2 separate regions of the Rattus norvegicus genome follow, and region 2 is linked to region 1. The links are chromatin contacts, called in public Hi-C maps. All regions are on one chromosome and are shown on one strand. The core of a region is the stretch at or near the end of the contact, and the rest is flanking DNA. Distances in the headings are between cores, read along the strand shown. Region 1 overlaps Nfib (nuclear factor I/B). Region 2 overlaps Nfib (nuclear factor I/B).

Region 1 (3,647 bases), core at 491-2,990:
CTAAAATCAGGACCTCTTCTCTTGATCTCTCTGCTTGCTGGTGGCAGGGGGCTGGTGTCTGAGATGCCTCGAGCATTTGGCTTTTCAGCAATTATAACATTTTCGGAATTGGTCCTTTCCAGGAAGTTCCTTCTAGGGGGATCTCTGGGAGGAGTTCTATTATGGCTAATAGAAGCAAGTGAGTTTTGAAGTCTGACATGTTTATCACTCTAGAATCAATGCCAGGCAACAAAGTTAATCAATATAAGTCAGATTAGATATAATGCCACTTGGAATATTCAAATAATTATTATTATCATAAAAATAGGAAAGGAAGAAGGAGAAAGGAAGGAAAGAAGAAAGGAAGGGAGGAAGGAAGGAAGGGAAGGAGGGAGGGAGGGAAGGAAGGAAATGTTGCCTCTATACTACCCTAAGCATGATTCTTATACACCAAGGCCTTTCGTGCCACATGATATTGACATATAAAGATAATAACATAATTACATTTTCAAAATCAAGCTCAAAATATAGTCTTCTGGGACATCTTTGGATAACTCCATTCCATTTCCATTTTCTTCCCTTTACCATAACACAAGCTTTCTCTCCAATGATTAACAAAGTCCTTCTTCTTGAATGCTATTGCCACACACAAGGCTGTGTGTCTTTGGGCTGGAAAAATTAGGAGCTTGATGGATTTTATTTAATGTTTTGCAGCTGCATTTTCATGTCCTGATGCTCTGCTGAGTCACTTGACACTCTCACCATAACCAAGTTCCTTTTCATGTCTGTCTGGATTAGTTTTTTTGTCAACGTGACGAAAGACATAGCTTTGGGAAGAGGGAACTGAGAAAATGTCCCAACCAGATTGGCCTGTAGGCAAGCCCATGGTGTATTTTTGGTTTTGTTTGTTTGATTGATTGATTCACGATTGATTTGGTCCAGCCCACAGTGGGAGGTGACACTCTTAGACTGGCAGTCTTGGGCACTATTCAGAAAGCAGGCTGAGCAAGCCACGGGAAGAAAGCCAGTAAGCAACACTCCTCCATGGCTTCGGCCCCAGCTCCTGCCTCCAGGTGCATACCCTGCTTGGGTTCCTGGCCTGAATTCTCTCAGTGATGGGCTGTTACCTGAGACAATGTCTCATTTGTCCGCTATTATCCAAGTTTGTGCTGTTTGTGTCAGTTAACACTGAACAGCATGTGGACATTTTATCCATTGAAAACCCATGTTCATTAAGAGCTGGAGATCCGGCTCTGCAATTAAGAGCAGTTGCTCCTCTTCCACAGGACCCGAGTCAGTATCTCAGCACCCATATCAGCTCCAGGGAGGCTAACCCTTTCTTTTGGACTCTGTCAGTGCCTGCACTCACTTGTGCACCAGCCCTCAGCAGCACCACAGGCACATGAACGTGCAAGCCAAAAGGAACATAAATATTTTTAAGGAAAAACTATTTATTAAGCTATTTTAAATTTGATTCTGAGATCTTAATCTCTGCGTCGTAAGGCAAAACTTACAAATTTAACGAAGAAATAGTTGTTGAAAAAGGAAAATGGGAGTAGAGCCTAAGTAGACAGAAGATAGCCATGGAGGACACTGGGCAACGACATCTACGTTTTGTGTTTCTCCTTCCCGTTTGTGCCAGTGAAATAGCTATAGAGCACATATTCCCTTGGCCCAGGGGCAAGGCTATCAGCTCTGTTAAAGGATGGGCGTTTCCCCACTGCTAGTTCACAAACAGGCTAGCATTGATTGACTTTTTCCTTTCTGTTTACCTGGATCAGTTTTTGGCTGAACATTCATTAAGGTTAAGGCATAACAAGAGGTGATAAGGTAGTCTCACGGTCATTATTCCTCCCAGGAGGGTTCCAGGGACGTATCTAAGTAGCAATTTGGTTTACGATGAAATGAAAAGTAGAAACTTACACAGGAATTTTGAAACTACAATTAAATATTTTTTTTAAAACCCAAGTATGTATACGTTACCTAACTTCACATTGTCTCCCATAAGATGTCAAAAGCAGAGGTCCCTATCGACTCTGAGCTCCTACATGTGGAAGAGGTTTCCTCTGCTAGGGACTAATATCATACCCAAGCCGCCATGGACACTGATACTTGAACCAAGAGCGTAAAGACATGTTATCTTTAACCATAATAAAACAAACAATAGTGTTAAGATGCTGTAGTTAATTGTGTCTACTCCCCAGGGAGGGCAGCCACTAAAGCTGCTTCAAATCCAATGGGGAGATTAGAAGTAATTTTACTCCTGATTGTCCTACTTCTACTAAAAAATAATAATAATAAATCTGCCCAAAATTCATTATATTCATTCTGCAACTCTAGAGTCCACAGTAAAACCACAGAGAAGGGAAACAAGCAAGCAGGCAGGCAACCACTGAGACTAGTTGGGTAAGTTTTTGGTTTGCAGTTTAAGCAGACCTTTGACATTTGACCTTTGGCTTCCTAATCTTCTCAAAACGTGTTGTCAATCTCATAGGAGGCTTTAAAATCAAGAGCTGCAAATGTAAACTTTCCACTACTCCTGTATTACTAAAGAATACAAGAAGTAACTTGGATCCAGTCACTCAGAAAGTGTGCGAAATGCATTCTGCAGATCGTGGGCCAGCTAGACAACAACACGGAGGAGCTCCTTCTTTTCTTAACACTTGTGGGAGGTGATGAAGACAGCACCAGGGCCTTCGGAGCTTTGCAAGCACCTTCACCAACGTCTTCTGCAATCCTAAGAGGGGCTGCTGTGCTGTGCACGCTACTTGCCTTACAAAGAATGTGGTTTGAGGCCCTGCAGTGATAGGAGACCTCACCCCCATTCTTCCATGCCCTTGCCCAAGAGACTTTGTCTGGGTCCTCAGGGATGTTGAGAAAACCCTCTGCCACACTGCTCTACCTCGAAGGATCTACGGGAGAACTTTTGAAATGTATATTTATTCCATTCCACTGGGGTATTAGAACAAAGACTTGATAGGACTTCTCTGGTGCACTTTGATCCCTACAGGCAACGCTGTCATAAAAATAAAGGCATTGTTGTTATTATTCTAATTGAGTTATTTATGAATGATCATCTTGATGGAGTCCAGCCCTCAGATACAGAGCAGAAAATTCTACTAAGTCCTCTGGGGGACAATTGCCTCGTGGCAATTAAACCCATAACCGCATTTCCTTATTACTGTTACAAAGGACTATAGTTCAAGGAGAGGCAAAATAGGGAGTTTAAGAAAAATTAGGCTGTGTTCCACGGAAGATGCTGAGCTTGCAAATGTGGGACCTAAGACTGTAGGTGAACTCTGAAGAACATGTGTTCCAAATTAGCAGGGTTTTGTGTCCGTCATATCAGAAAGTCAGGTGTCCCTGAGGCTGCAACTTTTTAGCAGAGTTTAGGAGTCAAGAAAGGAAGAAATAAAATTGCAGGGGTGACCTGGGCCTAACTCTGCAAAGGTTACTGCGATACAATACAATGATAAAGTGTTGGTCCATGCAGAGCTATTGTCACTGCAAAGTCCAGAAAGCATGCAAGAACCTTGGGCTTGTGCTTACGAGAAAGATCACATGTCCAATTTTACATGAAATCTCAGGACCACGCTGAACTTTCTCTGAGTCTTTGGGCAGGATGCAGCCCTACCCTCTGTCAACCAGCAAACATCATGAGAATCATC
Region 2 (3,647 bases), core at 514-3,013, 90 kb after region 1:
CCTTTTAACCAAACCGTAATGATGCTCTTTGAACAAAGAATGAAAGATGAGTTTTTCACTAACATAGTCCATTCCCATGAACTACAGAAGCAGATCGGACCAGACTTTAAAACCGAGTCTGCTTCATGCTCTCAAGGGCTGGCCAAAGGTTGTACCAATGACAGATACCATGACCACAAGTTACAAGGTGTTAATAGCTGCATAAAGGTTTCTATTCACATTGCTTATGTGTCTCATATATCTATAAGACATGGATCTCAGCGCGCGCGCACACATACACACACACACACACATACACACACACACACACACACACACACACACACACACACACAAAATCCAATTCTAAGAATACAAACAGGGTATTCACCAAAGAAGAAAACTTGCAAGTTGCTAAAAATATTTTTCTACCTACTCCCATTCTAAATGAATTCCAGATTTTATCAGTATTTGGAACTGTGTTCATATTTCTCGAATCTAATACGAGATTTCATTTTGTCCTCCCATGAACTCATCTTAAATCTGAAATATGTTTCTCCATACACATGTTTTATATTATACGAACGTTGGACACAAAAAGCAGATTAACTGTGAGCCCTAATGCTGTGTTTGTTAGTACTGAGAAGTCATTCCAACTGTTCCAAATGGGATTAATGCCGTATAACAAGTCTATTTAATTATTGTAAGACCAGTGATCCTCATATTACTATAAGCTGCTTTTCCCTTATTTGGAGCCTATAAATGGAACCGAAATTGCACATGATAACTACAGGTCATACCCTGAAACATGATGTTTCACATGGCAGGAATAAAAGAGACACTGCAGCATCTCTGAGCAGCTACAAAACACAGCCAGTGTTTAAGATCCATGTGGATGTTCTCATTGTAGCATCACATTAACTTCCACTGGAAGTGTACACAAAGCTCTTCAAGAGCATTGGGAAGATGCAGTAACAAATGTTACAAATGCTGTCAGCAGCAATCCAATTTGAGTGTTGAAAACTTGAGGATACACTGTGTTCTAGGAACTCAGTTTTAATAGATTTCTGTGTATCGTCTGAACGGCAACTGAATGCCAGTATCTTCTCCAAGAGAAAAGGCACACCACAGACCATCAGCACTTATGTACCAGAATCTAAACAAACTGATCAATGTTCTGACGTGCACAGCCTAGTTACCCTTTAACTATTAGACAACTGTGGAATGACCTCTCTTCCTGAGCTCTGACTAGATCCTTTAGGTCTACTGTAAACACTATCACCAAGCCCTTCACATAGAATGTTTCTTCTGCACATAGCATCAGTGTAAGATATAATTTAAGATATTTCCCTCCTAATCTCTACAATATCTAAAGTACTGTGCAAAGTGAGTGAGAACAGTCCACTGGCCACAGAGAGCAAGATCATCTAGTTGCCCAGGAATCTGGCACACAAATTTAGCTTCAGGCCCAAGGGGAGTCAACCAACCAGAGTCACTGAAGTCAAACACTGATCCCAAATTACCTCATGGTGGGGAGAAGCCAATGTTTTAACCATTTCTCCTTTGACTTCCAGTTGTTCTTAGTAAAAGTAAAATTGCTCTAAGCAATAAATACTAACTTCTTCCCTCTAGAGGTCATTTAATTAATTTTCAGAAAGCCACAAAAAGGAGTAGTAGAAAAGGCTGACTTGAAGAGTCAGATGGCTGTGGAATCAAAACAATTCATGTAACCAGTTAAACTGTCTGAGGCTTTGATCCAACTAAGGGTCACGGGACCTTTCAGACTGAGAGTCTCAAAACCAGCAGCTTGCTCCTTTTAACCAGCCGTCCAGCCTTGTCACATCACCCACACTCTGTCCAACTCAATCTAAGAAGTAAATGAAGCTCTTCCAAATGTGGGTGACTTAATCTTGATACCGAGGAACCTTCCATGTTCCACGGCAGGGTAATGAGTTTGTTCTAAGTATTGGCCAGGACACTCTTTATCGAACATGTGTCAAAAATTATTTTACTCCCTAAAATATCCCTAGATGCATCAAGGAAACTCTAGGAAATCTGAGAACTCGTGAAATGATACCATAATTCTAATTTAAGTGTATTTCAAAACCATAGAGGAATAGCTATAGGTATATGCCTACCTTCAAAGTTCTTACTAGCCGGGACCCATACACAGGAGTATGACTGGCTCATTGCTTTTTTTCCCCACCCCTTCCTCTCTTTAGGATGTTTTACACCACTGGCAATAGCTACTAACACAGTGATTGAGCACTTGCTTAAACATCCACATATTCCTTCCCTCCATGCTCAGGTAGTCTATAGACTATGCTATATTCTATGCCATATTCCTTCATATATACTAAAATGGCTATTATTAAATGAATGCTTTACTTACATGATTTGACAAATGCTAAAATAGTCATTATAACTCCTACTTCATAAAAGAGAAGAACCAAAGCACATGTAGTATAAAGGACTTGACCAAAGTTACAAAGCTCATGAATGCAAAAGCAGAACTGTGTCGATCATGGGCATGGTCTTTGTTTGAGAGAATAAATGTTTGTATACTGCTTAGTCTGTGTCACCTTGACAGAGTCACCTGGGAAGAGGAGACCTCGACTGGAGACAATCTCTATCACACCGGTCTGTGCCTATCTGTGAAGCATTTTCTTAACTGTTAACTGATATTAGAGAGCCCAGTCCACTCTGGGCAGCACCATTCCTACGCAGGCTAGATAAGAAAGCTAACTGAGCAGAAGCCAGAAAAAAAAGCAAGCCAGTTGGTGTCATACCCCATTAGTTCCTGCTTTTGTTCCTGATGGCTCACTGCCTTGACTACCTTCAGTGGTGAACTGTTACCTGGAAGCAGAAGGTGAGATAAACCCTTGCCTCCCCACGTTGTTTTGGTCATGGGCTTTAATTACAGCAACAGAAAACTAACCAGAACAGTTTGTGTGTCACCAAAATTCCTGTTTAAACCCTAACCCTGAACATGATGGTATTAAGAAACACGTTTGGTACCAAATTAATTCAGGAGGGTAGGTTCCTCACAAATGAAATTATTGGCTTGAAGAGAGATCCCAGTTGGGTTTTCTGATGAGACACTGGAGGAAAGGATCAGCAACCCAGAAGGTGGCCCTCTCTGGGCTCTGATCCTGGACTAACCACCTCCAGAACTGTGAGAAAGAAGTAGTTTGTGGTCTGTGAGCCAGCCAGTCTGCTACTCCATGACAGCAGTTCTAATGAAGACACTTCTTTACAAATCCTGAGAATGCACAAGGAAAGGAGATCTGCTGAACTGCAAAAGAAATCCAAAATTCAAAGAATGACAGATTTTCATCTATGGATTAATCACTAATCTACACTTTTGAGTAATTGAAAGATTATCCCCTCCTCGATCCATAAATCATCCATCCTCTCAATTCCTGCCAGACCTACAACTCTTTCTTTCTTTTCCCCTAACTTCTCTTCTTGAAACCCAAAACACACATGTGCATAGCCCAGCACCCACTCATTATCCATAGACCAGAAACTGGACCTCTGCAACTCAACAGCTGAGAACACTTTAGCAATCTTTAAAGAACTGAGGAGTATGTCTGGAAGAACATCACAGATGTTATCTTAAAACCCTTCACACCTCAACTCCACTGACATGGACTCACTAGCTCATT

What was found. A called contact is a pair of places that touch in the nucleus more often than the background predicts.
Region 2: a contact with region 1 is called in a Hi-C map of liver, with 1.6 times the contacts expected there. The contact joins two enhancer-like sites. A contact is called at or near these places in 3 of 12 Hi-C or Micro-C datasets (hepatocytes, kidney and liver) and 1 of 1 datasets of contacts at active chromatin or transcription factors (oligodendrocytes).

What each region holds. Positions count from the first base shown.
Region 1 is chr5:101,909,076-101,912,722 of GRCr8, forward strand. The region is part of intron 2 of Nfib (nuclear factor I/B); the gene reads right to left. Among named protein-coding and RNA genes, the nearest start is that of Nfib, 110 kb to the right of the region's middle. Within about 2 kb of position 1,741, at least 4 of the 93 cell types and tissues checked have an H3K27ac peak or open chromatin away from gene starts, as enhancers often do. A contact at or near this core is called in hepatocytes and liver, where this site is marked.
Region 2 is chr5:101,999,373-102,003,019 of GRCr8, forward strand. The region is part of intron 2 of Nfib (nuclear factor I/B); the gene reads right to left. Among named protein-coding and RNA genes, the nearest start is that of Nfib, 19 kb to the right of the region's middle. Within about 2 kb of position 1,764, at least 6 of the 93 cell types and tissues checked have an H3K27ac peak or open chromatin away from gene starts, as enhancers often do. A contact at or near this core is called in hepatocytes and liver, where this site is marked.